Linked DNA regions of Mus musculus: all the other regions are linked to region 6. Evidence: chromatin contacts called from public HiChIP or PLAC-seq, Micro-C and promoter capture Hi-C data. All regions are on one chromosome and are shown on one strand. Each heading gives the region's core, a stretch centred on a gene start, on an enhancer-like site or on the middle of the called end of the contact. The rest is flanking DNA. Distances are from core to core; before and after follow the strand shown. Region 1 holds the start of Treml2 (triggering receptor expressed on myeloid cells-like 2). Region 2 holds the start of Foxp4 (forkhead box P4). Region 3 holds the start of Mdfi (MyoD family inhibitor). Region 4 holds the start of Tbc1d5 (TBC1 domain family, member 5). Region 5 holds the start of Plcl2 (phospholipase C-like 2). Region 6 holds the start of Mocs1 (molybdenum cofactor synthesis 1).

Region 1 (4,884 bases), core at 243-2,742, 1.1 Mb after region 6:
AGAGAGAGAGAGAGAGAGAGAGAGAGAGAAAGAGACAGAGACAGAGAGACAGAGAGAATGAATATGAATGAAGACATGAATGAGTTCTGTGCCCTTCATAATCCAGTCTGTTGAAGAAAGCAGAGCAGGGCAATTCAAGAGATGGAGGGAGGGAGAGGGTACAGTGAAGACCCAGAAGCCACCTGCCCTTGTTTCCAACAGCTTGTAGCTGAAGCTCTAAGGTCTGTTCCTCCCTTGCCAAGTAAACAGAACAGAACAGGCCTCGAATTCACCTCGGCTCAGCCCAGGGTTTCGAGACCCTTCTCCCTGCAGAGTGGCAGAGACCTGGAAGAAGCCTTTTGGGGTCCCAGGTTCGTTTGTGCCCATGTATTTTCTGTCACTTGGTGAAGGGAGGGTTTGCCAGCCCTTACTCTAGCCAGAACAGAACAGGAAGTGGTAAGCGGTTGCCTCGGCAGTCAGGAAGGTCGAAACCAGTGAGCCCCTTGCAGAGTAGCCTCTAGTTGGGAAGGGCCTTTGGGGATTGGTTCCCTTCCAGTCAGAGCTGAGGGACCGGATGTGGCATCAGCATTCCGAGAAAACGAAATTTAAAGTGTGCAGACTTGATACAAGAACTCATACTGGCACCAGTCAGACAAAGGCCAAACAGAGGTCATTTCTGTGAGAAAATTAAATGCTCATTCTTCGTTACAAGGGAACCCACTAGATGAAGGCCAATATAGAGGATACAGCTACATCTTAGCCTGTCTAAGCTCTGCCTGGGGCCAGATATTAGCAGGGGACATTCTCACTGGTCTCTGGTAAAGACCGGTCAGCCCACCCTCCTTCCCCAACCCACAAAACATTAAGATAGTGGAACAAGAAGAGGCAGTGTGGGGTAGACAGGGGAAGTAGTCTTTCTCTTCTACCAACCCCACCCCCACCCCTGCCTCTCACCTGAGACACAGCCCTGTAGCCACAGCAGCAGCAGCAGCAACAGCAGGAACGTAAGAGGCCATGGCTCCATCCAGATGCAATGTCACAGTCAGCCCGGGGATCGAGGGGCAGGACCCACACTGATCCCAGGCATGCCACCTGACCTCCCAGGGTTGGACGGCAGGCTCTGAAAAACCACAGTTGCCTGTTTGGGGAAGTGAGCCCCTGTGGCACACAATGCCCCCAGTGGAGCCTATCACAATTGTGGGGAGAGAAAGTGAGGGTGAGGGCGAGGGCGGGAGCTGTCTGTTTCCGCCCTCTTCCTCAGAACTTCAGGCAGGTGTGGCTGCTCCACCCTGTCTTGGGGCCCCTGGGCCAGAGAAAACTCCAGAACCCCACAATGTCTGTGATTCTCTGCAGAAAACTGGATCCATCTGGGGTGTCTCCTCATTCACAGCAGCTGGTCCTCCACTCGGGGAACTGGAGGAGAGGCTTCTGGAACATTCTGTAGAGACTTCATGGGATCTTCTGGGTTCTGAGATTCAGGAGCAGGTGCTCTCTGGCAGGCCTTGACATACTCCTTCAGAAGGAAGGTCTTTAGTCTGGTAAAATGGACTCCTTCAGTCACCCTGACCCTCCTCTGTCCAGGCTAGTCACTTCAGTCACTCCTGCTCACAGTTGCAAATAACCTCTCACGGACTCACGTGCGGGCTTATTTTTGTCATGGGGGAAACAAGATGCAAATTTTAAAATTCTCTCTCTCTCTCTCTCTCTCTCTCTCTCTCTCTCTCTCACACACACACACACACACACACACACACACACACACGTGCGCGCAGCCTCTCCCTCTCCCCTCTCCTCCCCTCTCCTCTCCCCTCTCCCCTCTCCTCCCCTCTCCTCCCCTCTCCCCTCTCCCCTCTCCCCTCTCCCCTCTCCCCTCTCCCCTCTCCCCTCTCCCCTCTCCCCTCTCCCCTCTCCTCTCTCCCCTCTCCCCTCTCCCCTCTCCCCTCTCCTTCTCCCTCTCCCTCTTCCCGTATTTCCCTGGCTCTGTTTTTCCTGGTCCTAAGTCACCCAGCAATTTTCTCTAGCCTTCCACTGCTCCAAGGCTTCCAGGCTTCTTGAAGTGAGGTAAACCTTCCCCTCCCCCACCTCCTCTCAAATGACCCCGCCCTCAGAGCCCCTCCCTCCCCTTGTTCTGCAGGCTTAGGCCACCTTGGAGCACACAGTTCTGTCTCTTCAACTTCCTCCCCTCAACCATATCTCTCTTCTACAGCCACCCGGCTCTAGCTAAAATGACCCAGCATTTGGCCCAAGACTCCACCCATCCCTCTGTCTCCAAAGAATCAAAAGACTCTACTGATGTCCAACAGCTGTGCAACCTGCTCTTGTGGATTATGGAGGCTCAGGGGACTCCGTGATTATATGGGATCCCTCTACTTGTTTAGGACACTGAACAAAAAGTTCTGCCATTTGCACAGCCAAAGTCTTTACACGAACTTGAACTCCCAAGTCCCAGACCAAAGGAATTGTAGTTTTGCTCTCTTCAAATTTCTCACATTTTAAACTCATTCATTCATTCATTCATTCATTCATTCATCCATCCATTCATTCATTAGTTCTTACAGTGTGCTTGCTCTGCATGGCCCTGAACACTATGGGGAAAGGATGAAAGGGCTCTGATGTGACATTCAAAGGGACACTGAGACACATTATCTTTTGAGGGAGAGAAATGTATTTAATACTGTGAACAGAAGTTCCTGGAAAGATCTGCACCTGATGTTGAACCTTCTAGGAGGCTGACTGACTGACTAGAATGTCAGTTGACACATTTAGGACTCTGTTTTCTGTTTGTGAAGCCCACGCTGCTCCAAGCTGCCCCCACCTTGGCTGCTCAGCCAAGATGAATTGTACCCTAAACTGCACTCCCAAACCAATGAAGTTCACTGGCAAGACGGCTCAGCAGGTAAGGGGGCTTTTGAGAAGCCAAAGGACCTGAGTTCCATCCTCAGAGTCCCAGGGTTTGGTTTCAGACCCCAGAACAAACAACTGAGGTGCACAACTTATATACCAAAGCAGACCTGGCCTCCAGTTTCTCCCAGCATCCCTCAGTCCCTCCTTGGCACAACCCCACCCTCTACCCAGACCTTACCAGCCCAGGGGCTGGGCTGACCTTCCCCCACAGGCGCTTCCCTATATAATCCAGACCTTTTAGTCTCTTTGCTGCCCCCTTTTCTCCTCTTTTCTTTTTCTCTTCCCCCTCCCTTCATTTCCCTTCCTATGGCTACTTCCCAGGCCTCTTTCCTTGAGACCAATGAACTTGCACACCCAATAGCAGCTTCCTAGTAAACCTGCTTTTATACACTCTAATCTGGCTTGAATTGCTTTGTTTCACCAGTGGAGAAAAAACTTATCACACATGATGGAAGGAAAGAACTGAGTCCAGGGAGGTGTGCTCTGTCTGTCTGTCTGTCTGTCTGTCTTTCTCTCTCTCTCTCTCTCTCACACACACACACACACATACACACACACACTCATGCACACACACACACACACACACACATGTGCACACACACTTGCATACACACTTGGATGAGGTCACCCTGAGGAAAGGTTAGCTTTGCAAAATTCAATTCAATGAACAAAGAGAAAGAATGTACCACATCGGTGCGTCTATTGCTATCTGGTTAAATAGATTGTATTCTTATTATAATGATGTCATTAGTTTTTATTCTCATTGTTTAGAGACAAGATTTCATCTAGCCCAGGATTAAACCCTCTGTGTTGACAAGGATGATCTTATACTTTAAACAATAAGATTTTTTTTTCCAGGTGTGATGGTGAGCCCAAGGACAGCCTGGTCTACATAGTGAAAATCTGTCTCAAAAACAAACAAACAAACAATCTCTCTAGGTTCTGTTTTTTTGTTTTGGGTTTTTTTTTTTGTTTTGTTTTTTGTTTTTTTGTTTTTTTGTTTTTTTGTTTTTTGATGTCTGTGAGTGTTTTGCCTGCATGTATGTATGCACACCACATATGTGCCTGGTTTCTGTGGAGGTTAGAAGACGGCTTTAGAGCCCCTGGGACTGGAGTTACAGATACAGTGTGAGCTGGGAATGGAACCCAGATCCTCTATTGAGCCAACTCTCTAGCTCTTTTAGCTACATTAAAAAAAAAAAAAAAAAAAAAAAAGACTGCTTCAGTGACCATGGAGAGTTTGCAAAGAAGACAGTCCATAGCCCAGTTTTCTTAGCCCTTATGGAGGGGCTGGAGAGATAGCTTGGCGACCATGAGCACTTCTTCTTCTTGCAGAGAACCTGGACTTGGTTTCCAGCACTCACGAGGCAACTTACAACCATCTTAACTTCGGTTCCAGGGAATCTGGCTCCCTCTTTCTGGCTTCTGAAGGCAGTAGGCACACGGATGGTGCACATATATGTATGATGACAAAACAACCAATCACACACACACACACACAAATAAATAAATTTTTCTAAAAACTGCATGAAAACATTAACAGATTAAAACAAGGTTAAAATTTTGGGGTCACCTCGTCTGTACTCTCAGACAATGATCACTCTTATTCAGCTCCCAAGTAAATTCTGTATTGTACTCTTTGAGGTAAGCATTGTATTACCATATAGGCAGACAGCAGCCTGGTCAGGGATCTGAGGACAGCTCAGAGGAAGTGGGAGGTTCCAAGTCCCATGCATGGTTGGTGGTACCCTCTTGCAACTGAGCTGTCTCTTGAGTCAGCTCCAAGTGTGGGGGCAGCACAAATCTACAAAACAAGCCACTTTAACTCTGAAAAACAAACAACTTGGTTTCAGAAACTTGTCAGTTCAACCAAAATGGAGGAGCTGCACAAAATGGCATGGCCCTGGCTAACTGACTCTTCAAGCCTCCCCCACTCACTGAAGACAAGTGGTTTCATTCATTCACACTTGTCCAACTCTCGTTCCCAGGACTCACACCCCT
Region 2 (4,589 bases), core at 506-3,005, 1.5 Mb after region 6:
TCCATTGAGCAATCTGACCAGCACTGGTTTGGATTTTTGAAACCGGGCCTCTTGTAGCCCAAGCTGGCCTGGAACCCCATCTGTCGTTAAAGATGACCTTGAACTGCTGAACCTTCTGCCCTTACCACCCAAGAGCTGGCCACTACACCTACTGTCATTTGAGTTTCATTTCTACTGGACCGGTCACCATGCAGTCCAAATAAAAGAGCTGGGCTGTGGGCGTGGCTAGGTGGGAGAGCTTGTGTTTAGCACTTCCGGAGGCGATTTGCTCAACGCATCCCGCAACGCAAATACCTAAACAAGCTGCACAGCAGCCCTATCCAGCTTGACATCTGTGTGTCTCCAAATTTCAGCAGGGTCTATGTTTGCCCTCTTTGTGTCTGTCCACTTGCGCAAACAGAGATGCTTCAGAGCTGGGTTGTAACTACCACCTTTCAGCTCCTGGCCCACGGAAAAGGGGCAGAATAGGTGAGCAGAAATTGCTTAAGCTGTTATCTCAGAAACCCGTTTTTGTTGTTGTTGTTGTGTTTTTTTTTTTTTTAAGAGTTTTCTCCAAAATATGTTATCCCCAGGAAACCAGGCCCAGTCCTTACCCAGTTCATCCTCCATGGGGTCTGCCTGCCCTTGGTCACCTGCCTCAAGGTAACCCGAAGCCAACAGGGTCTCCCAGAGTCACTGCCTTCCTGTGCTCAACCCATAACTTCTCTGGGCAGGGTGGGCCAAACACGGAGGGTCCCTGAGGCGTGCCCCTCACCTCTTCACACACCCGAAAGGGAAGATGTTTGGGTAGAGAGTGGGAGGATTTTTTTTCTCTCTCTCTCAGTTCTCCACCAGTCTGAGCCTGGCTCCTGCTACCCAATTTAGTCCTCCCCCTCGGAACCTGGGCCTTTCCGTGCCCGGACTTCCCCCTCCCAACCCAAACACACACCAGCGTCCCCAACCCCACCCCCACCCCCATCCTCACGGTCCCCCTGGGCACAAGCGGTATTCAGGGACGCCAAGTTTTGTTTACAATCTAATTTGTTCAGATAATTGCCTCGACTTTGCTCTGTGCTTGGCCCGCGTGGATCCAGCCTGAAGCCCTTTCTCCATCGGTTCTCACAGCACTTTATAGGAAATTCCCCTTTGCAGACCGAGGCGGCAGCGCGTGCGCGCCGGGATGGGAGAAAAGACTGTTCACAAAGCCCAGAAAGAGCCTCCCCAGCCCCAGCCCCCACACAGTGGGGAGTCAGAGGGAGGCGCGGCAGGGCCCGCGCTGGACGTCGGCTTCGGACTGGGGGGGGGGGGGTCCTGACCACTCCCCGCGCCAGGCGCAGCCCGCCCGAAACCAGTGAACCGTGTGCCAGCAGGACTTGGCCGTACCTCCAGGTTCCAGGAAAAGGCCAGAGTTAATAAAGCCTCCCATCGGATGGGTCCCCAGTCCACTGTGAAACTCTACGGCCTATCGACTTTGGCAGATCGGTAGCCCCACGTCCCCATTTTTTCCTTCCCCAAAGTTTGGTCCACGTGGTCCTCTTCGGCTTGCCGCTGGCCGCCTCTCAGGGGGAAAAGTGGCTGCACCTGCTTTAGGCGAATTATGGTAGCACTAGAAGTTAGTCTCCCCTCCCTCCGCCGCTCGCTCGTTCGCTCCCTCCTCCCTGTCGCTCGGCGCGCTCCCTCCTTCCCTCCACCCCTCCGGTCCCCCCGCCCGGTGTGCCCCGCCCGCGCGCCGATCGCTCGCAGCCACTCGCAGCCGGGGCTCAGTCGCAGCCCCTCGGAGTCCGGAGCCGGTCGCCCCTACGGACCGGACAGTGCCACCAGCTGCCGGGACGGAGCCCCCCAACACGCGATCAGGGCGCGGCGCAGGCGGCCGCGGCGCGGCGGGGAGGAGCCCGGGCCGGAACCAGGGCTGGGCCGGGGGCGGGGACGCCGGGGTCCCGGAGCCCCGGAGCCGGAGCGAGCTCAGGAGCGTCGCCGGAGCCCGGGGAAGGACGATCGGAAGCTGGAGAGAGCCAAGCCATCCTCCAAAGTGCGATGCCCCCAAGGGGCTAAGGCGCGCGGCGATCGGCGCTAGAAAGATCGCTTCGGAGCGCAGGGGCAGCCCCGGCGAGTGGCGGCGGGCCCGGGCTGCGACCCGAGCGAGCCCCATGCCCCGTGCGGGCTGACGGGCCGGAGCCCGCACTGAGCGGCCGGGCCGGACAGGTAGGTGGCCGATTCAGGGACCCCAGGGATCCGGGTGGGGGCTGGGCCGGGGACTCGTCCAACTCCCTAGCTCGCTCACTCTCTCGCCTGCTCCCCGGCTCACTTTGTGTTTGCAAACTGCCCGCCCGAGGCGCGTCGGCCGCCGGAGGAGCCCGGCCCCGGGCCGGAGCACTTTGTTCCAGCTGGGCCGGCCGCGGAGCACTGACCCTGGTGAGTTGAGAGACCCTGCCCCCGGCCCGGGCCCCCAGCCGATCGGAGCTGTCTGGGGAACAGGTGGGGGCTGAGGCGCGGGGCTGGGGGGCAGCGGGAAGCTGGCCGGGGCGGAGGGGGGGCGGCTTGGAGAAGCCACTGAGGCCCGCCCTGCCCCAAGAATCTGGGCTCCGCCCCCTCCTGGCCTCGCTGCTGGGAATGGGGTGTTAGGGGGCGCGACCCCCCCTCCCGGAGTGAGACAAAGAATACTTCCCGGCCCGGACTTTCCTGAGCCGGGAAGGGAAGTGGTGAACTGGGATCCCCCCAAGTCCAGTCTGCACGGGACTCCCCAGGACAAACAGAAAGACTTGAGTCTGTGTGTGTGTGTTGGTGTGTGTGTTGGGGGGGGCAACAATCTCAAACACCTCATCGCCTTGGTTTGTGGAGGTCACACTTCGAAAGTGCTGAGACTAGTCAACCTCCCCCCCCACTCCCGCATCTCTTAATCAGATCTGAGATAAAGCGGAAAACTTCTTGGGGACTTGAGAGAGACTGGTAATGGCCCCTGTGATTTATTTATTTATTTATTTATTTATTTATTTACGTGCGCCGGAGCTGATCGGTGGGGAACTAATCTAGTGGATACCCTCCTCATTCGGACAGAGCTCCTGCGGGGTAGTGTGAGGTTTGAGAGTGAGGGAATAAGGTAACGGAGAGTGGGCCCAAGGCCACCAGAGATGAAGCTGCCGGAGTGAGCAGTGGAGTCCATTCCCCCAGACTGAAGACTCTGGTGACTCGTGAGACAGTCTCCCCAGCGTCCCTCTGGCCCGCGGCCATCCTCCGCGGCGCTCAAATCTTGCACTTTGCTTCTCCGTAAAACTTGTACTTCTTGAGCTTCACTGGAGGAGAACCTGGTGGCACCCGGTGGTGAGGTGTCCTGGGAGACCCGGGGCCGTGGCCACCTGTGTGAAGGAACGTGTGATTTCGTGGGACGCGGATTCTGAGGCAAAGGCTCTAACCATCACAGATTGACCTCCTCCCACCCCCCACCCCCCACCACCCCACCCCGAAACTGAAGCGACCTCGTGAACACTCTGCTATTGCATCCGGCGACTCTGTAGGTTGGGAGGTCGGGGATATCAGCGGGGTTTCTTTCTCTCAGACAGTGCCCCTCTTCTTTGCACCCTGGGCCTCTTGCGCCAACACTGCCCTGTGGGTTTCCAGGTTCCCTTCCTTGGCACCTGGGATTTCAGATATCTGGAGATCAGCGCTTGTGGCGTGCACCCCTGCACCGGTCCGGACCCGGCGGACCGCGGCGCTCTGATCCGAGCTGGGTAGTGGACTTGGGGGCCGGGAGGAACAAACCTGATTCCGAGCCATCGTTTGGCGGTTCCGGAGCAATCCCAGAAGAATTTTGACTAATGCGGGATTTTTTTTAACCTCGAATTTAAAGCGTCTTTGCCCGGGTTGCAGAGCACCCGCCTAGATTGGCAACCGACGGTGTTGGGTCTGTAATTCAGGGTCGGGAGAGAGAATGCAGTTTCAGCGACAGTCGCTGTGGTTTGCCCGAGTGTCCCATGAAAAAAGGAACGGGTGGTCCACGCTGTTCCGCCGCTTCCTGGCGAAGCTTAATCTTCCATCACCCCCTTCCCATCCCCACCCACGTGAATCTCAGTGGGTTGGCCCCATGGCCTAGGTACCCGCCGCACCGGCATTTTAAGCCCCTGGTTGATCTCAACCGGGGAGCCAGGAGGAGGCTCCTGAAGGGGAGCGGTCGGCCTCAGACGACCTCTACCCGCCCCCGCGGAAAACCGCTGTAGGAAGTCTGCAAGCTTTTCTTCTTTCTTTCCTTTTTTCTTTTCTTTTTTCTTTCTTAATTTTTTTTCCCCTCTCCTTAAACTTGAGAAACTTCTTCCTTGCTAGGGTGATTCAGGGACTGTTCTCTGGAGCTTGGAGAGACAGTTCAGTGGCTTGCTGACTCTGAGGTGCTCTGAGATCAGTGTAGACTGCAGTGGACCACCAGTCTAGGCTGTTGGGCAAGGTGGCCTGGGTATCGGGGACTGTTGTGCTCCACCCCACACACACACTCGCTGCAGATCCTGTGCTATCCGAATCTCAGCTTGTGGGGATCACTAAGTGCCTGATTGTTTTGTTATTGGTGTGTTGTGTTGTTTTCTGGGCAAGGAGGGGGAGACTTGAGACATTGTCTCTTCATGTTG
Region 3 (4,851 bases), core at 1,085-3,584, 1.6 Mb after region 6:
AATATAAGAAAGAGGCAACCAGCTAAAGGGGGCAAAGGAGATGGCAGTGGGGGAGGGGAACGAGTCGGAAGAATGACACATGATGAAACTCATTATTTTATATAATACTCTAAGAATTAAAAGTACTAGCAATAGTGGGGCTTAGGGATATACACCTCCCAGCCCTTGGGAGGCAAAGCAAGTGTTTGAGGCTAGCCTGATCTACATAGTGTGTTCCAGGCCAGCCATGGCAACATTGTGAGACCCTGTCTCAAAAATAATATAATGATAAGAAACAACTCGATGAAGCAAGGCATAGTGGTGCTCACCTGTAATCCCAGCATCTAGGGTGCTGTGGCCAGAGGGTCAGGAGGCTCAAGCCAGCTTGTTGACACAACGAGATTCTGTGTCACCTTGATCCCTCCTTACCAAAATGCTGCTTTTTTTTTCTTTTTCAAATACTAGGTACCATACCAAAAGGCTCATGGTGGGAAGATAGCTCAGTGGGAAGAGTGCTGGCCCAGCATACAGGAAACCTCATCTCTAGAGCCCCTCAAAGCAGATGTGGGGCCCAGTAATCAGAGCGCTTGGGAAGTAGGAGCAGCAGCTCATCACAGAGGACTTTGTGGCCACACTGGACTGCATGTTGTCCCAACAACAGGAAGTTCCCGCACCACAAGTACCCTTGTGATACTTGGTACAGTATCACAAATGCTGTTGTCTAGTTCTTCTGATTGCTGTGTCCTCAAAGGGGGCACATCTGTGTGACTAGCGTGCATGAGGTGAAGGTGTTTCTGCACACAGATGTAAAGGTAGACTTCTGACGGGGTAGGGGGGGTGGGGCGCTTTGACATCCTCCTGGACGACCTAGAAACAAAGAGGCTCAAGGATTGCGTTAGTCCCAGAGGCCCTGATCTGAAACAGAAAAACTTAAAAAGGCGGGGCGCTGAAGCTAAGGAGAGACTGGGGAGCTGCTTTTGAAGGCAGGTGAGGCCCGGCCTACCGGCTCAGGTAAGCCGGGAAGAATGCAGCAGCCGCCAAACCCTCCCGCGGGCGCGTCGCAGTGACTCAGCCGCTACCAGGAAGGAGGAGTGCTCCCAAACTCTGCGACGCCCCCAGACAGCAGCCTGACCTCCGAGGCTCTAGGGCGCCAAGTCTCCCGCAGCGAGCATCTAGACGTCCAGGGCGGGACTCCCTCCCGTCCCACTTTCCCCCCAGCGCAGCCACCCCTGCCTATCCCCGGAACGTGGCCGAGGGCGGTGAGAGAGCTGCGGGCGCCGTGGGGGCCACGCGGGTCCCGGCCCCGACGGCGCCCAGAAGACCTACAAGAGCTGTAAGTAGTGACTTCGAGGACTGGGAGGCGACCGAGGGGGAGCTCCATCTTTGGCGTCCCAGCTTTCCTCTCGGTTGTAACGCAGGCTGAGAGGAGGTGTCCTGGCGCCGCCGCCTCCCTAATTAGCTCTGGTGGTGTGGACCCAGACGCCGCCGGGCTTGGAGGCAGCTCAGGTCCAGTGTGAGTCCCAGAGGGACTTCTCACCTGAGAATCACCTCCACGGACCTGCCAAGCCCCACCTGGCTGCCTACAAGCTCCTGGGGTCACTCTGAGGGTCTCCGAGCCCCCCCCCCACTTTTTGGTGACAGTTCCTCCGCACAGCCAGAGCTTACCATACCAGCCGGATCAACAGACTGGCCTCTCCTCAATTCCTTCTACACTCACCCTCGTGTGAGAAAGTTGGAGTGACAGCCTGGTGATGGGCAGTCTGTCTAAAATGAATTCCCGTGTCCAACTGGCACTGGCGGGGATGGCGGGCCTTGGGGGTGTTTTTGGCTGCTATGGGACCAGGAGGCTGATGCGACACCAGCCCAGCTTCCCGGAGAGCCAGTTTCTGACGGACTGAGCCCCTAACTCCAGGCACCCAGCTCCGAAATGGAAATCCAGGACTTGAACAAAGGGCACCAAAAGAACTAGATTGCTCTGATCTTCGGGACAACGCGATTTGAGGGCTACTACTATTCAGACCATTGTCCCAGGATGATTGTGACTTCTTTCTTTTGATATTCTGGAAACTTTTACAAAGTTTAAGACCGAAGGAAAACATGCGGCCCCTTGTGCAAGCCGCGAGGTTCTCCCGGCCCTGGGTAGGCGGAGATCTGGGGAGACTGGAGATCCTGGCTCTGAGCGAGGGGAGGAAACCAGACGAGCTGGCTTCCTGTGGGGGCTCAGGCCTCGGACGCCCCGCGGACAGACGTGTCCTGCCCTGGCAGCAGCGAGTCCCGCACGGGGGAGGGGACGCCTGAGGGGGGCTGAGACAGCGAGGAGGGGGCGGGGACGGGGTGGGCCAGGGAAGAGGGGAGGAGCGAGGGGGCTGGAACGAGAGAAGGAAGAAGGAAGGGGCGATCGGTGGGTGCGAGCTGGCGCTGGAATGGGAGCCAAGAGCGAGTGAGCGGGGAGGGGGCGCGGGCGACACCCAGGTGTCGCATGGCGGGGTCCACGAGGTGACCTGCCTAGGCCAGCAGCGCGCAGCTTGCACGAGTATGCGCTAGGGCACCCACTCCGTTTCCCCACGCACACGCGAGGGAGGCCTGCCCCGCCCGCTGAGCGCTGTTTTCTCCAGGTCCCAGGCCGATGTCCCAGGTGAGCGGTCAGTGCCCTTCTCGCTGCGACGCGCCTCATGGAGTCCCCAGCGCTGCCCTGGACCCAGGTAGGAGCGGGAATGGAGATCGAAGGTTAGACCAGAGTGGTGTGGAGGCTGAGAGAAGTTTTGGGGGTGGGGTTGTTGGTCCTCTTGGAGACGTACAGGCGGATGGCTCCCAGGAGCTTGGGTGGGGGTGGGGATGGGAAGTCTCAGTATTGGGGACCAGGTCCAAGGGGATAAGAGGGGAGTAGAGGGCTAGGGTGAGGAGGCAGGGCCCGGAGCAGGCGGCCATGGCTGTGCAGAGTTGGCTCCAACTCCCCCTAGCCCCAGCTACACACACACACACACACACACACACACACACACACACACACTCCGTGATGTCTGCGATGTCTGCCCATAATATTGGGATTTGTGGCCGAACCATTTCTGCCCAGTGTGTAAATATTTATGAGGGCCTTAGGCGGGGTGTGTGGCAGGGAGGGGGGGGCAGTGTCTGAGTCTCTCTTCTTCCCTTCCCCCAAACTAAGCAGAATGTAGCTGGAGCGCTCTTTGAAAACTTTTGTCTCAGCAACTAGTGGTTAGGAACCTGGCCCCTTCTCTCCTTCTTGCTAGCTGAAATTCCCTCCCGTCAGTCCCTACCCTACCCTATATGGGACTCACGCTGGCACACACACACACACACACACACACACACACACACACAATCTACAACGTAGTAAAATGTCCCTTCCCCCACCTCAGAGGCTAAACTACCCTGATTGCCCCAGGAGCCTACAGACTAAGGAAGAGAGTGTGGTTCCCTGGGGGCACCTCTGCCAATTTAGCCTTCCAACCCCCGGCCCTCACAGTCTAGAGTTTCCTAGAGGCTCATATGGACATCCAGATTCGTTCAGAGTCAGAGTGGCCAGGGTGCAGAGGTGTAGGCCCAGGTTTCCTGACTTAAGCCCCTATTTGGGCTCAGTCAGAGGCCCTGCCTTCCTCCCACCAAAACCAACCTCTCCTTTCCCCAACACTGTCAGTAATGAAAACCCAAGGTCATCCTGGACCTCAAACTCCCATCATGGCCTTGGACACGTTCTTTCTCCTGCTCTAGGCCTGGGTCTCCACCCCCACCTCTCGCCCCTACCCTGAGCCTCCGCCACCCAAGTTTGTCTCTCTGTTTGGGGGATGGTCTTGGCTGCTTGTCTACCTGGCCTGGCCTCTCCCAACTGTAGAGGTGGAAAGTCTCCCAAAACTGAGTGATGCCTGGCCAGTGGAGTCTAATGTGTCTGTGTTCTGACTTCACCAGCCCTAAGACCCTGTTCTGGTAGAGCCTGTAGAGTCTTGATTCAAAACTTAGAATTCTAGGGATACCCTCCTCCAAGGGCCAGGCCCCTTTAGCTTGGAAGGACAGTGGGGAGCAGGGGGTTGGGAGGCCTTTGTGTCCTCTCTCTCTCTCTCTCTCTCTCTCTCTCTCTCTCTCTCTCTGCCTCCCTCTCCCCCACCCCCACGTTTCCATGCTTGTTTGCTTCCCTTATTCGTTTGTCTCTGCGCTCTCCCGTAATGTCTCCTTCCAAGATCCCCTCCCTCGTCTGACCTGCTCTCCACCCAGTGGCAAGGGAGGGGAGCGGAGTGTGCCCAGGACAGGCTGCCGAGTCCAGGGGGAGCTGCTGGGAAGGCTTAGTCCTGGGCTGTAATTTGAGGCCCCCAGAGTTCCAGCAAGCCCCCTCCCCAGCCTGAACTGGGCCAGACAATGCAGCTTTTATAACACTTGTCCTGTTCTGTTCTGCCTGCTACCCAGGAAGCCCAAACCGCAGGAGACTCAGCCAAAACCCCACAGACGCCTGCCTGACTTTGGAGACCAGAATCCCCCTTGCTCCCTGTGTGCCCACAGAACAGTTGGCCATGACACTGTCCCCTAGAGCAAAAGCTGCTGGCTCAATAGCCAGAGAGTGACATGGCCTCCTCTCTCAGGCATCCAAGTTACAGACAGGGCACAAGAGGACTCGGGGCAGCTCTGGTTAGGACAGGTGGCCAAGCACTGAGACTCTGACTCCCGCACTGGCCTCTACCTCACCCATTCCTGACACCCCAAGAGCCTGGCTCCCTAACCCGCAAGATTTCTGCCCAGCACTGGAAAGTTACATTTCTACCTATGGGTCTAAACTTAATTTCCTGGAAATTGAAGCCTTTGGACCTAAAACAACTGGATTGAGCCCAAGTGGCAGCTCAGACCCTCTCTAGTCCTCCACTC
Region 4 (4,788 bases), core at 1,838-4,337, 1.8 Mb before region 6:
TAGGCCGCCTTAGGTGGGTGGAGTTGAATGTTCATAAAGACAGAGGCTTAGACAGCAGGTGGTGGGTGGCACATACCTTTAATCTCAACACTCTGATTCGGAGAGGCATGCAGGTCTCTATGAGTTTGAGGCCAGCGTGGTCGACAGAGTGAGTTCCAAGACAGCCAGTACTACACAGAGAAACCCTGTCTCAAAAAACCTAAAACCACCACCACAAAAAGAAAAGAAAAGAAAAGAAAAGAAAAGAAAAGAAAAGAAAAGAAAAGAAAGCCAGTTATAGTCAAGGGCTGGCCCTTGTGCTTCCAGTTGTGTCACCCAAGACAAAGAGTTCATTTAGATATTGCCACATTTATAACAATGCTGGGATGCTGTAACTCTTGAATTGTATTACAAGTAGCATAAGTGAATCCTATGGAATTCATCAGTTCAGTTTGTTTTTCTAAGGTTACTTTAAAACAAAACAAAACATTGGGAGACTGAACCTAAGGGGTTATTCTCCACCTTGTCGTAGTGCTCTATAGACTGAGCTCTTATAGACAGACTGTTTCTGAGGGGAGAAAGAACAAGTAGGAGAGAACTGGTTCCTTTGTTAAGTTACTGTTGTGATCTAAAGGATAGTGGAGCTGCATTTAGTGGGGTCAGGTGGGCCTGCCCATCTTGGAACAACCAGGACGCAGGTTGTGGGGAATGACTGGGCTGTTTCTCATATCTTCTTGCATTTTTGGTCACATAATATACTAGGCAAGCAGGGACCTAGCTGACTCTTCCTAGCATTTAAGTCCCCATCAAGACAGCGAACTAACTCTCAGGCCTGGAGACCTAATATTCTAGCTGGATTGGGCCATTCACTTGGCCAGAGGGCTGCCTGTAGAAGGGTGGACTCACCTTAAGTTAGAGAGATAGGTGGGGTTAATTATCTTTTCAATGAAATCCTGTCCTTTTTCCTACCTAGAATCCCAATCCCCTGTATAGGCTGCAGCTGTGTAGCTAGTTAAGTCAGACTACTTTTAGAATTTTTTCTGTCTCTTCCTAATCTTGTTTTCCTTAACACTCTGGGTTTTCTTTCTTTCTTTCTTTCTTTCTACCTCTCTCTCTCTCTCTCTCTCTCTCTCTCTCTCTCTCTCTCTCTCTCTCTCCCTCCCTCCCTCCCTCCCTCCCTCCCTCCCTCCCTCCCTCCCTCCCTCCCTCCCTCCCTCCCTCCCTCCCTCCCTTCTTTCTTTCTTTCTTTCTTTCTTTCTTTCTTTCTTTCTTTCTTTCTTTCTGTAAAGTCTCCTTCCATACCATGCAGTTGGTGGTTGGCCGTGTAGCTACCCTCTGTGCCAGCTTCAATGGTGTCTTAGGAGGCACCATGACCACGTCAACTCTTTGAAAAGAAAATAATAATTGGCAGCTTGCTTACAGTGTCAGTTTAGTCCATTATCATCATGGTGAGGAACCTGGAGACATGCAGGTAGACATGGTGCTGGAGAAGCAGCTGAAAACTACTCCTGATCTGTAGGCTGAGAGACTGGGCCCACTATGAGCTTTTGAGGTTTCAAAAGCTCACTTCCTTTGACAAGGCCACACCTTCAAATCCTTCTATCACTCTACTCTCTGGTGACTAACCATTCGAACACATGAGCCTACGGGGGCGATTTTTATTTAATCACCACAAATGGTATGGCTGCTTTCTGTCTTCTTTTATCCATCTCTGAGAAGCAGCTGAGCTTTATAGTCTTCAGAGATGTTCTTTTCATCTCTAATGAAATTGCCCTTCGGTCCCTTCTTAAATTATGCTATTTATGAGACTAAGCGTCCCAAGAGGGGATAGAGATTTCTCCTGTCATTTGGTGACCACACTGAAGGACCTCTACAGTCCCAGTAACACCAGCATAGTCAGTACTTCAGGAAGGAGATGAGGGTCTGCGGTGAGATATTTCGGTGCCGGAGAACAAAGTCCACTATACATTGTAGAATACCAGTCATGTGGCTGACTGCTGTATTGCTAGCTGGGAGAGCAATATCCAAATACAGCATGATGCATCTTCCTATTTCTTAGGATTCTGTTCATGAGACTAATGTAATCATGAGTTTAGCCAGAACTTTTAATAGCTTACTCTATTCAACCTGTTCAATTTCTGCTACAGTGAGAAGGGCATTAGAAAAAAGAGAATCACTGTGTTAAGTGTGGTATGCCTTCCTTGGAAGCTAGCTAACTTTCTGACCTCTGTTTTGGTTTCCATAATCTGAACATAACAACTGATTTTTTTTTTTTTTGCGCTATTTGTAAAGACAGATTAATAAGAGATCTCTCTTTCTCTCTCTCCAACTCAGATGAGCTATTTACCACTTTCTTATTGAAGAAGAAAATACCAGCCTCCCATTGCTGGAGGTTAAATGCAACTTTAAGTCAGGATTAAGCAGGGGCATAGGGCGGTAAAACCAGGGTCTAGTCATTTGCCAAAATTGTCATTCATTAGATTAACTATCTAATGACTAGTCATTAGTCTAGATTCGAGGTCTGAGAAGATAAAACCTGTGTGTTTTTACAGGTGTGGGGTTGCTAAAAAAACAAAACAAAAAACAGCACCTCTCTGGATTCATACAAAGAAGGTCTTCACAAAGAGGTAGTGAGTCCCTACAAAATTGGGTGGCACGACCTATCTGTCATCAGTCTGTACAGCTGTAGACCAAGGATGAAGGGAAGGCCATTTACAGGAGACAAGGAAATTGTGCGATCCGAGGCAGGAGTGCCAGATTCTTAGGACGTTCCCAGGCCTGACTTATCTCCTCGATGCCAGTCCCACCCTGGGAAGCTGGTGGCAAGTGGGGGACCTCGGGTTGTGGCAGAAGGCCGGCTCCCACTGTAGGGAGGCCCCGCGCGCATGCGCATCGGCATGGCCCAGGCAGCTCCATTGGTCTCGGGCGTCCCCTTTTCCCTCTTCACCCCGACCTATCCCCCAAGACACCAGGCTCCCAGAGCGCGGGTCACCCGCGGCTCACCCGCTGGCTCGTCCCAGGCCCGGGCGCGCGCCTGCGCACGGGTCCCCGGGCGCGCGGGGTTACTAGAGGTGGAGCGCCGGGAGGGCGCGCAGCAGGAGGCGGACGCCGTTACGGAGGGAGCGTGGTCACGTGGCCGCTGGTCACCGCCGCCACCTCCCGCCCCATTCTCTTGCTGGTCGGGCCAGGCCCGGCGTGTTCCACGAGAGCCCGGCAGACTGACGGGGAGAGAGAGAGAGAGAGCGAGAGAGCGAGATAAAGAGAGGAGAGAGACAGAGAGACTGACAGAGAGAGAGAGAGAGAGAAAGGAGGGGAGGAGGATTCAGGGAATAGGAGCTGGGGAGCCCTGCTGCGCTACAGGTAAAAAAATAACATAACGATGCTAACGGTGAAAAAGCGCCTCGCCTCCCCCGTCAGCCTCCCCGGGCAGCTGCACAGCCGTCGCTCCCTCCCCGGCCTCCCCTCAGCCTCGCTGGGCCCCGTCCCGCCGCCAGGGAAGGCCCGAGCCGCCGGCCGCGGCTTGCGCGCGGGCTGGGAAGGGAGGCGGGCTGGGGCTCGGTCCGCTGCGGGCCGGCGGGCGAGCGGGCGGAAGGGCGAGCGCGCACACGGGCGAGGCAGCCTCTCTCAGCCCGCTCGTCCCAGTCCCCGTCCCCGTTCGGTCCTCGCTCCCGGACGAGCTCGGGAAGCAGCTACCGGGCATTGCCGAGCTGCTCAGCCAGCTCTACTTCCTCTTTGGCCGGTTCCCTGTTTCTTTCAGCCCTGGGCTGCACGTTTCCTTCCCAGGCCGGAAGTCAGGCGGCTGGAGCCCGGAGCCGAGCAGCCTCGGAGGAGAGAAACCCTCTCCTGCCTTAATTTGCCTTAGTGCTACTTAAGTTAGTCACGCCGGCATCTGTCAGTTCGAGGCCTGGCAGGACCCGAGGAGAACGACTTGGGAGAGTTCCCCCTGCCCCCTCTGTTTTCCTGGAAATGTACTGTTCTTCCAATACATTCTGTGCAGATATGCGACCTAGAGTTTGGTCACTCCTAGTTACTAATAGTTTCAGGACGACTTACTAACCAATTCAGCGCTTGAGAATGGTAACAGCTTTTGAAGGTTACATCTTTTATAACCCTTCAACTTCCACCCCCCCCCCCCCATCACTTTCTGCAGAGTCCCCATTTCTCAATTCTGAACTGGACTGAAACTTTACTATGCAGGTTACATGCTAAACTGCCTGAGGTGGATTGTGCTGAAATGCTAGGGCTTTTGTACGCGTAGTCCATCACAGTGTAGTCCACAAACCACCTCTTATTAGTGTGCTGTGGCACAGGATGCACTATTGGAAAAGAACTCTTGGAATACAGTGGGAAAGAAACTCACTTTTCCGTTATGCGTCTTTGGTTCAGTTCTATTTCCAGGACTTCCTTGGTGTCCGAAATAGAATGGAAAGGGCAGCTGCAGTGGGATAGAGAGCGTTGATCAAACCTGAGTCCCTGGGGGTTGGGTTCTTGTTAAAAATGTGATAGGAATTCAGTGGATGTGGTAACTGATACAACTTGTTATTCTGCATTTCTCACGTGGTGATGGACAAGACCTTGTTCAATACAAAAGGTGTAAATATCTTCTGTGTATAGAAATGAAGTTACGTGTCTGTGAAGGACGGACACACACACACACACACACACACACACACACACCCCTTGGAATGAAGAGGTGGCCTGATAGGAAAGTTCAGTGTCAGGGTGCACTAATAAAGTTTGCTTGGGGGAAGTAGAGTGAACCAACGCTGGATTCCAGGAGAAGGAAAAGAAGTACAAATTGTGTGCTCT
Region 5 (4,692 bases), core at 710-3,209, 1.1 Mb before region 6:
TGGCCTTTTAAATGTGAAAACTGGCCACCAAAAAAAATCCTTGAGGGGAAAGGTTGTTAAAATTACATAAACCGGTATATTATCTAAAACTTTCACATAAGGTGTTATTAATATCACAATGCAAATTCACCACAAATATTTAACCAATAAAAACAGGAATGTTGCATAGCTCTGCAAATAGGATCAATAATCATATATACTCGAAGACAACTTTCCTGGAAACAAACCACATACTAGAAGGAGAAGATATATCCATCACTAAGAGCTACACAAGCAGGAAAAAACGGACACCGCTTTTCTTGGTTTAAAAGTTAGACCATACACTTGATCTTTAGAGACAGGCAATGCACTTGATCTTTAAGCCCTTCAACTGTGCCCTGTCCACACAAAACCTGAGCAAGCAGATGACAAGGCTAGATGCAGTTTCACAACAGCCTCTTACACAGCACCAAAGTGGTCTGTTACACTAGATGGCTGCAGATGATGATAACCCAGAGGCACCTTCACAGTACTTGAGCATTTCTGAATTTCAAATACCACCAGTGTCAACTCTGTGCTGTTGGCACATTCTGACCTGTCTCCTAAGGGTTGTCAGCCACAAACAGGATGAGTTAGCACCAGACAGTACTCACTGGCCTGTCCTAAAAACTCCTTCATGTCTCAAAAAGCAACATTCCATATTTGCTCCATATTTGAACAAGCCAAATGGGCTGATCTGGCTCAAGGTTCTACTTTTCGTAGCTTATCAACTTTCTCTTTTCACTTCGAGTCACAAGAAATATTTTTATGTTGCAACTACACTGCAATGTTTGAAGGAAGCCACCATAAACTCTTAATGTCACCTCTTGAAATTTAAAATTCACAAAACAACTGGTGGCTTTCTAAATAGCACCATGAAAAACAAAACAAACAAAAACAAAAACAAGCAAAAACCATTCCAAAGAAACTTGCTAATTTGGAGAGGCCTGCTTATAGCAGCTAGGAAAGAATTAAATTGTGCGGAACTGTATTCTCTCAGAGCTTTTGAGGCTAAAAAAGAGGAAATCTGTGTTTATGTTCCCTTTCTCCGAGTAACTGAAGGAGAGGTATTTACATTCCCCAAATACAATCACTTGCAAGGGGCAACCAATTACCCAGTAGATTAGAAGAAATCTATTAAATAATATATGTTCATTGCCTGGGGTTTTGAGAAAATATTTTCACATGATCCCTGTCCTTTAAAATACAATAGAAACCTTACAGGGAGTGTGCCACCATGCTAAGCTGCCTCTGAAAAGCCTGTCCTACCCAGGCAGGTACAAGGCCATTTAATTCCAAGTCAATCTGGAGAGAGGTGACAGCCCCAAGTTGCTCTGGGGATGTCAGAGCACAGCACTCCTGCACACTCAGATCACCTCTCCATTCTTTCCCAATGCCATCAGCTTTCCAATCCCTGCTCCAGCACTCCAAACACCCCTACACCCTGGCTTCCCCTTCGCAGTGGGCTCATTTTGCATCGCCTCCTTCCGCCACAGCTTCTCCGGGGCGGGGAAAGCGAGCCCAAGGACGCGCGCGGGTCTCCTACTTACCTTGATGATGCTGCTCCGGCGGGGCAGGCCGCCCGGTTTGCTGTCCCTGGGGACCGGACCGGCAGCTGGGCTAGGGGTCCGCGCGAGCGCCACGCCTAGAGGTCCCCTGCCAGGGCTGGTCCGGGCTTCGTCCCCGGACACGCCGAGGCTGCAGTCTCCGTTGGAAACCCCGCCGCTGTCATAGCGCGCCCGCCCGTGGCCGAGGCGACCTCCCCCGCCACCACCTCCGCCTTCCCCGGCTCCGGCTTTCAGGGCGCCCTTGGCGCCTAGGGCCGGGCTCGGGGAGGTGGGCAGGGCCCCTCCTGCGGCGCCCCGGCCACACTCCGCCATGGGCGCCCCACGACCCGCCTGCACAAAGCCGCGTCCCCGCGTCCCCGCCGCCGCCGCCTCGGGCCGCTGCGCGCGGCCCCTCCTCCTCGCCGCCGCCGCCGCCTCGGCCGCTTCTTCCGCTTTTTCTTTTCTTTTTTTTTCTTTTTTTTTTTTTTCTTTCTCTTTTTGGTTGGGATGTGGCGCGTGCAGCGAGCTCGCCTCCGGCGCGAAGGACGTCGTGCAGGCGGAATTACCTCTGGGGTCCTGCCGGGGTCGGGGAGAGAGAGAGGAGAGAGGAGTCAGCTTGGGCGGCGGCGCCCCCGCTGCCGGCACCTGGGGAAGGAAAACACGCCCCGGCACACGCGCCGCTGCGGGCGCCAAAAATAACGCGCGCGCGCCAGCGCCCACCGCCGCGCGCCGCGTCCCCTCCGGCCCCGCGCTCACCGACGAGCGCCGCGTCCCCTCCGGCCCCGCGCTCACCGACGAGCTCGCGGCGGCGGGGCGCGAGGGACACGTGCGCCCACTCCGCGGCGCTGGCGACACGCGGAGGCGCGGCGCGCGGGGCTCCGGGGTTCCCGGCTCCGCCCAGGCCCGTCAGTCTCCCCCCCCCCCCCCACACCTTCAGGGCTCAGCCGAGGCCCAGGGCGGCTTCTGATGGCCCCCGGGCCCACCGCCACTTACCCGCGGCCATCGCCTCCCGGGCTTCGCGCTGCCCCCTACAGGCCGAGGGGACCCGTCCGGGCTCCGGGCACGGGCGTTGCGGTTGTGGTCGCTCTCCTAGGCCGGCTCAGCGAGGCGCACGCCACAGCCAGCTGTCAGTCACCTGAAGGCATCCCGAGGGGGACAGCGAACCCGCAGGCCGCGGGCGAGCTGAGGGTCCTGGGGCTGTGGTCTTGGCCGCTGCACCTCGCGTCCAGCTCCAGCCCTTCATTCGGAACCCGCTCCCTTCCCACCCTGCTCCCCCTGGGCTTCCTCAGTGGAGCAAACCCATTTCCCATACAGAAACCAATCCTCTTGCGTGTCCTTGGGCTGCTAAACTCAATGAGCACGACAGGTTGCCAGGATCTGGGGTAGGGATGGCATGGCTGGCAGGCGTTGAGAGACAGAAGACCTCCGCAGAGTTTATTTGGTGCCTCTGGGTTGTCCCACGGAGGTTTATCATTGTAGTCTGTGTCTTTCCTAAACCTGACACTAGAGAGACTTGCTTGTTCAACCCCTAGTGGGTACCATCCAAATCAGGACCATCGTTTGGGACAGGATCAAAAATCAATGATTAACATGTCGCTCTCATATGCAAATACTTTCCTTAAACCTCCATTCCTGGAGCCAAGGAAGAACGCAGGGCCACTGTGTAGCCTGGCAGAGCCATTGGCAGAAGAGCAGGACGAGTGCACTGTGTGGTACCAGAGGCTCCACCCACCTCCCCAACCCAGCCACCCTGAGGTCCAGTTTCATGCCTGGTTCTGGCTTCCCAGTTTTTCTCTCACTGTATTTCATCTTCTGGAAAGGCACTTTCCCTGGGCCAGGAGTACCTGAGAGTCCCCTGGGACAGAACTTAGAGACCTTGCCCTCGTTACCATAATATGGTAGCAAATTGCCAAGGAGCCTCTAAGGAAACGAGCTTTACATTCATAAACATGTCCACCCTTTCCTCAAATGCGACATCAAAATCCTTTCGTTATTCTTGGGGTGTTTTAATTCTTCTGATCCCCTTGGCACGCTTTTGTAAACATCTGGGCAAGTCAAATAGGGCCTACCCACTAACAAATGTTTTCTTATGGATAGATGACATTTTAATTCTTTTTTTAGCCTCACCCCTCCATATTAACTCCTTCCTAGTTTAGCCTCAAAATATATTTTTGGTCTTCTGACAGTTTCACAGAAAAATACTTTCAAATCAGCTTTTCATTTGCTTTATTAGATTGATAGTCATAATTGTGTTTGAGTATGTTAGAGAGGATAGAATGCAGGGGTCTTCCTGTAGAAGTTCTCTAATTCTGATGTTTTCAGTCATCACAGGAGGATCCTGCCCCTCTTGTAGTAGACGCTAATCCTCTACATTTACATGACAGTAGCAAAAGAAAAAATGATGTAGCTAACAAAGATTCTTCAGCTCTTTCCTGGAGAGTTCTGAGCTAAGTAGGGGCACCCTGAGGGTCAAACACCCAGAATGGGTTGTTGTTTTGTTTGGTTGTTTGGTTGTTGTTTACAGAACTAATTCACAAATGCCCTTCAAAATGAACACCTGTCTATTTCATTCTAGATTCCCAACAGATCATATCAGGGAGATTTCGTTGAAATAAACTTGGCATTTAAATTAAAACGTTCCCCAAAGCATTTTGGCAGATCTGTAACTAATGATGGCAGACGCCCAAGGCCCGTGCCAGGTTCCGATTCATCCCTGACCTAACTACTTGTCTCCCACAAGCTCCTGGTCACACATGTGGTAGAAAGATATTGGCTCCACAAACGGCCAACCGTTAGGTACCTTGATATGGTGACAGGAAGAGGCATGTTCCTGTGACATGCAATTCTTGGCTCCCAACCTGTTTCTTAAGCTCAGTGAAGGAAGAGTTTTTCTTCGGCACGAACAGGGCGGTAGGCAATTATTTCTCCTCCTTCCCGACTGTGCCTCTTCGGTTACTAAGTGATTGTTTTCCATCGCTCCTGTTCCGTGAGCAATGGTATTCAAGAAATTGTAAATAGTATGCCAAAATCCTTGCTGAAGTGTTTTCATGGCATTGTAAAATTCATAGAAGTTAGAGTTAGAAAAGGAGCCAAAATAGAGTCATTCAACAAATACTGTGTAGCATTT
Region 6 (4,446 bases), core at 27-2,526:
CCTAGTACAGCACCCCAGGGGAGAGGCTAGCACAGGTGTTTCTGTTTAAGGTCCCACCTTTACTGTGCCCCAAGAGAGAGTGTGAGGCCAAGGGGCCATCAGCTAGTCACACTGCACAGGCCCCCTCACAAAAAGCACAAAATCCATGATGAGGAAGAAAAAAATTATTTTTTGCTAGTATCGGTTTTTAAGAGCTCCCATGGTGGCCTTGGCTATCCTAGCGCTTTTCACTCAAGTACAAAGTTCAAGGGTTTGGAGAGCCCTGTAACAACAAGCCTGCTTTATCTGAGGATCCCAGAGAGGCAAGTCTGAGGAAGTGAACGCTCTGACATAAGCCTGCCTATGTCTTGAGCAAGATGGGAGAGGCAAATATTGTGAAATTCAGAGTCCTGGGACTTCACGCTCAGTTCTGGAAGACAGAAGCGGATGGAACAGTTTCGCAGGTTTCCCTAACCATTTAGATAAAACAACAAACTTAAGACCTACCGTCACTGGAAACACTCGGAGAAGTGCAATACAGGACCCTGCCCCTCACTATGAAGACAGGCAGGAACTCCTTATCACGGAACCTGATCTTGCTCTCGTTCTCATCAAATGAGGCCACCCCATCCCAAGAGAAAGAAGATAGGTCATGGAACCCTGCCACAACAAAGTGACAACCGGCTGTGCCGGACACCTGGCTAGCAATATTTTTTAGTCCTTGTCAAAGAAGCAGTTGTCCGGGGGACACCTGACTGCACTGGCACCCTCCTCCCCGGAGGTGAGGAATAATGTTTAATAGACTGGGTGGAAGCGAAAGCTGGAACAGCTCACTGGAACCTAACTCTCACTCCTTAATAGCACCCCCTTTTCCTGCTGCAGCACAGCTACCTGTTATTAGGTGGTTCTCCAGGGAAGGGGGTGCAGGGGAAACTGAGGAGTCCTTCCCGCTGGGCAGGAGTGAACTCAAGCAACCCAGCAGTGAGTGCCCAGGGTCCTCCCCAAAGGAAGCCTCAGGACAGAGTGCATTCTGAAGATTAGGGTGGCTTGGATCGCCCTCCAGGTAGGTGTGTGCAGGCGGGCTGGGTGGGCTCACCTCCCTGGTAGGTCTCGAGGGCTCCCCGGGGCGAGGCTGCGTCACCGGAGCCCCCGAGCTGCAACCCCGAGCATTGGACCTCAGGAGCTGCCGCACTATTCCGAACGCAGGCCGCGCCGCCATGAAGTCAGCAAAGGAAGTACCCGGCCTGAAGTGGGCCTCCAGAGCACTCTAGCCCGGGACCTGGAACAGAGTCATTTCGGAGGGGCGGAGCAGAGGGCGGCGCCCAAGTAGCCAATCAGCGAGGGTGCCTCTCCGCATTGCCCTCTGGAAGTTGTAGTCCACGCGTTCCGCCCCCTTCCAGGACGGAAGCGTGTTCTTGTGCAGAAATGCCAAGTCTGGGAGAGCTATGTTCTTTTCCTTCAGCTTTGCTTGGTCTTGGATTTAAGCTGTCTTTAGATGCAGAATTTAAAGGGGTGACATAAAAACTTCTAGGCACGTTATACTTTTTTTTTTCTTTTCGTTATGCAGGGGAGTAGAGACCCTTACACAGTGTCTCAAAGGTGTAACCCTGGCTGCCCTGGAACTCGCTTTGTAAACCAGGATGGCTTCAAATGTACAGATCGCCTTCTGCATCTGCTTCCCGAGTGCTGGGATTACAGCCCTTCAACTCTGACTCCAATGAAAATAATATTTTCTTTTTTTTACTCTTTAAATTATTTTTTAATGTATGAGAGTTTGCCTGCCCACCCTTAAGTGCACCATGGCGCAGTTGGTGGCCATAGACACCAGCAGGGGGCGTCGGATCCCTTGGAACCTGAGTTACAGATGGTTGTAGGATACCATATGGGTGATGGTCCCCTGGAAGAGCCGTCAGGCCTCTTAACCACTGAGCCATCTTTCTAGTCCCTTAACTTATTTTTTAAGTTAGCATACAAAATAGCATGCTACTTTATGACATAGTCTTAAGTCAAATAATATCTCAATACATAAAAATCTGCTTGGGTGCGCCAGTAAAATACCAATATTCTATTTAAAAACATCAACTTTACTAATTGCCTTCACTTTACCCTACACCAGACTCTGCTTGTATCTCAGCTCCCTTCTTATGGACACTCTAGTTGTGTCTCCCATACATCAATAGTCTTTGTTTCTCCGTTTAAAAACAGATTTATGAAAGGAAGACACAAAAGAATGGGTGACCCTCGAATTGCTCCCTACACACAGAACTCTGAGCTAACCATCAATCCCATGACCCTGGTGTGGATAGAAAGTTTGTGTAGCAATTAAGGAAAAAAGTCTCAGAGAGTGGAGGCAATTTTTCCAGAGCTGTGTAGCTGATTAAACTGCCCAAACCTTGTAGAAGTTAGGCCTGGTTCTTTCTCCCAGTCCCATGCTCCCAGAAAGAAGACTCAGATTCAAAATATATTTACAACTACATTGGCCATATAGTTAGGCTCTTCTCTGATTAGAATCATAACTTACATCTTATCTTGTTCTACATTCTGGCACGTGACTGGTTACCTGTGCTCAGGTACCATGAAGCCACGACCAGCATAGAGCATGTGTGAGCTGTAGTTGGAAGAGGAAGTATGGCATACAATCCAGAAGAACTGACAGTTCCTCGGCGACGGAAGAATAACAGGACATCGCTGATTTTTACAAATACAGGCTGGTTATTGTAAAAGCAGGGGTGGTTTTGTCTGGATAGTCAGATAAGCCTTCTCCAGATTGTTTTGTCCTGTCTCAACTTTGAGTAGCATTATGGGGAAAAAAAGTATCAGCTTGAATTGGAATGGATTTGGTGGGGCATGTCTGTCAGGATCTGCGAGAGGCCTGGGGATCCCCTGAGAATGGCTGACACGCTGCCCACCACTACGGCTATCTCTGCCTGCATTTGTCAGCAGAACTGGGGGGGGGGGGTAGAAAGCAAGAAAACAAAACCCATTTCTTTGCAGGTGGAAGGCCTGAAAAGCTTTCAAGAGAGCATCAAACCCAGGAGAAAAAGCTTGTTGACATGATAGACTTGAATCAGGAACAAGAATGTGGAGGCAGATGCCTCAGGGGGCTGAAAGGGCTCAAAATAAATTCTGTGGCCGCATCTTCTCAGAGAAGAGAGAACCTAGTATCCACACAGAAAGAGAGTGCTCATATTAGTACCCAGAAAATCACCCATAGGAAGCCATAGGAAGCTTTCACAAACACTGCCATGGAACCTGTGAGACCATCTGTTGTCTGGTGGGGGGGGGGGCTTAGGTTTATTGTAGACACTCCCACCTCATGCACAATCAGCAACAGAGGTCTCAGATGTGTGTGCCAATCCTGGCGTTTTGAGAATTCCTTCCCTAGGGAGACGTCCAAGTCAGAGTCTATCAAAATTCAACCCAGCAAAAAACCAAGTTTGTCAGGCTTGCTTTACTTAGAGTGTGGGTGAGGGGTCTCTCCACAGAGCAGCAGCACCAGAAAGTCTGTGTCTGGCAGAAATGATGGCTTCCCCATCGTTGTGTAGAAGGTGTCCCCTTCCCCTAACCTTTCCCAGATTGCATACTCTAGCATGCCCTGGAGCCACAAGTTGGAACAGAATGGTATGCAAATACCCAGAAGGGAAAGGTGGAAATTCAGTGAGGGTCCCGTGGTCCTTCCTGCTTCCTTCTTCAGAATGAATGGCAGTAGTCTCCAGGCCTGGCGGTAATGAATGGACTCTTGCAAGCAGGCACACTAGATCTAATGAAGATGGCAGCTGTTTGGCTCAGAGGAGCAAGCTCTACAACTTCTGGTCCCAGATCCATGCAGAGTTGATGCTGGAAATCATCTCTATGTCTTCACAAAAATGGAAGATGAACATGGTGTGCAAATTCCCATGAGTAGTTACGTCTATTTCTTTAAAGATGTTGCCATCACGTTACACGGAGACGCCCGTTAGACACCTTTCTTAGAGGGTTTGGGGGTGTCCTATCCTCCACTCACTTTACACTTCCTTGTTGTTTATTCTACCTGAATTTCCCTGTTCCCTCACTAAGAGGTCAACCCATGGATTCTCCAATCTGCTTGCAGGCTTCTGCTTGGATCCCACAAGTGGAAGGCACACTCAGGGAAGCAGAGTTGGTGGGAGGGACAAATGGTCACATGCATATCTCCCTGACTTTACTTTCTGACCACCAAGCAGGAAGGCAAAGAACGGCAAGCGTATAGGATAATTCTACACCTGAAAGCTGAGATTGTCTACAATAAAGCAACACTTACTCAGTTCAGCATTCAATCTAAAATAGATCCTTTTCTAGAAGCCTGGCAAAAACTCATGTGTTTGGCAAGCATGAAGACCTGAGTTCAAATCCCCGATATCCCATATGTACTGTGTGCACCTAGCAGAGATTGGAGAATCCCTGGGGGCAAACAGGCCAGTCACTGTTACAGAATCAGGGAGTGGCAGC

The links. Promoter capture Hi-C pulls out the DNA fragments that hold promoters and counts their contacts. A called contact is a pair of places that touch in the nucleus more often than the background predicts. HiChIP or PLAC-seq counts read pairs in DNA pulled down with a chosen protein or histone mark.
Region 1: an H3K27ac HiChIP or PLAC-seq map of large pre-B cells shows a contact between it and region 6, with 4 times the contacts expected there. The contact joins the promoter of Treml2 here to the promoter of Mocs1 in region 6. A contact is called at or near these places in 1 of 39 promoter capture datasets (the C10 cell line), 1 of 484 Hi-C or Micro-C datasets (B cells) and 1 of 115 datasets of contacts at active chromatin or transcription factors (large pre-B cells).
Region 2: a contact with region 6 is called in a promoter capture Hi-C map of liver, with 2.1 times the contacts expected there. The contact joins the promoter of Foxp4 here to the promoter of Mocs1 in region 6. A contact is called at or near these places in 2 of 39 promoter capture datasets (the 3T3-L1 cell line and liver) and 2 of 115 datasets of contacts at active chromatin or transcription factors (large pre-B cells and pancreatic cancer cells).
Region 3: a contact with region 6 is called in a promoter capture Hi-C map of hippocampal neurons, with 4 times the contacts expected there. The contact joins the promoter of Mdfi here to the promoter of Mocs1 in region 6. A contact is called at or near these places in 3 of 39 promoter capture datasets (the 3T3-L1 cell line, hippocampal neurons and liver).
Region 4: a contact with region 6 is called in a Micro-C map of the G1E-ER4 cell line. The contact joins the promoter of Tbc1d5 here to the promoter of Mocs1 in region 6. A contact is called at or near these places in 2 of 39 promoter capture datasets (erythroid cells and liver) and 2 of 484 Hi-C or Micro-C datasets (both in the G1E-ER4 cell line).
Region 5: a contact with region 6 is called in a promoter capture Hi-C map of pre-B cells, with 3 times the contacts expected there. The contact joins the promoter of Plcl2 here to the promoter of Mocs1 in region 6. A contact is called at or near these places in 1 of 39 promoter capture datasets (pre-B cells) and 1 of 115 datasets of contacts at active chromatin or transcription factors (bone marrow-derived dendritic cells).

The regions. Positions count from the first base shown.
Region 1 is chr17:48,296,646-48,301,529 of GRCm38.p6, reverse strand. It overlaps Treml2 (triggering receptor expressed on myeloid cells-like 2), which reads right to left and starts at 1,492. Exons shown (of 5, transcript NM_001033405.2): 1 at 934-1,492. The coding sequence starts at 1,003.
Region 2 is chr17:47,921,798-47,926,386 of GRCm38.p6, reverse strand. Foxp4 (forkhead box P4) reads left to right here and starts at 1,755. Exons shown (of 17, transcript NM_001110825.1): 1 at 1,755-2,181. Gm46601 (a long non-coding RNA gene) reads left to right here. Exons shown (of 3, transcript XR_003952247.1): 2 at 354-468; 3 at 573-913.
Region 3 is chr17:47,830,774-47,835,624 of GRCm38.p6, reverse strand. It overlaps Mdfi (MyoD family inhibitor), which reads left to right and starts at 2,334. Exons shown (of 4, transcript NM_001276390.1): 1 at 2,334-2,681. The coding sequence starts at 2,606.
Region 4 is chr17:51,177,651-51,182,438 of GRCm38.p6, reverse strand. It overlaps Tbc1d5 (TBC1 domain family, member 5), which reads left to right and starts at 3,087. Exons shown (of 22, transcript NM_028162.4): 1 at 3,087-3,339.
Region 5 is chr17:50,506,814-50,511,505 of GRCm38.p6, reverse strand. Plcl2 (phospholipase C-like 2) reads right to left here and starts at 1,959. Exons shown (of 6, transcript NM_013880.3): 1 at 1,569-1,959. The coding sequence starts at 1,898.
Region 6 is chr17:49,425,194-49,429,639 of GRCm38.p6, reverse strand. Mocs1 (molybdenum cofactor synthesis 1) reads right to left here and starts at 1,276. Exons shown (of 11, transcript NM_020042.2): 1 at 1,076-1,276. The coding sequence starts at 1,198.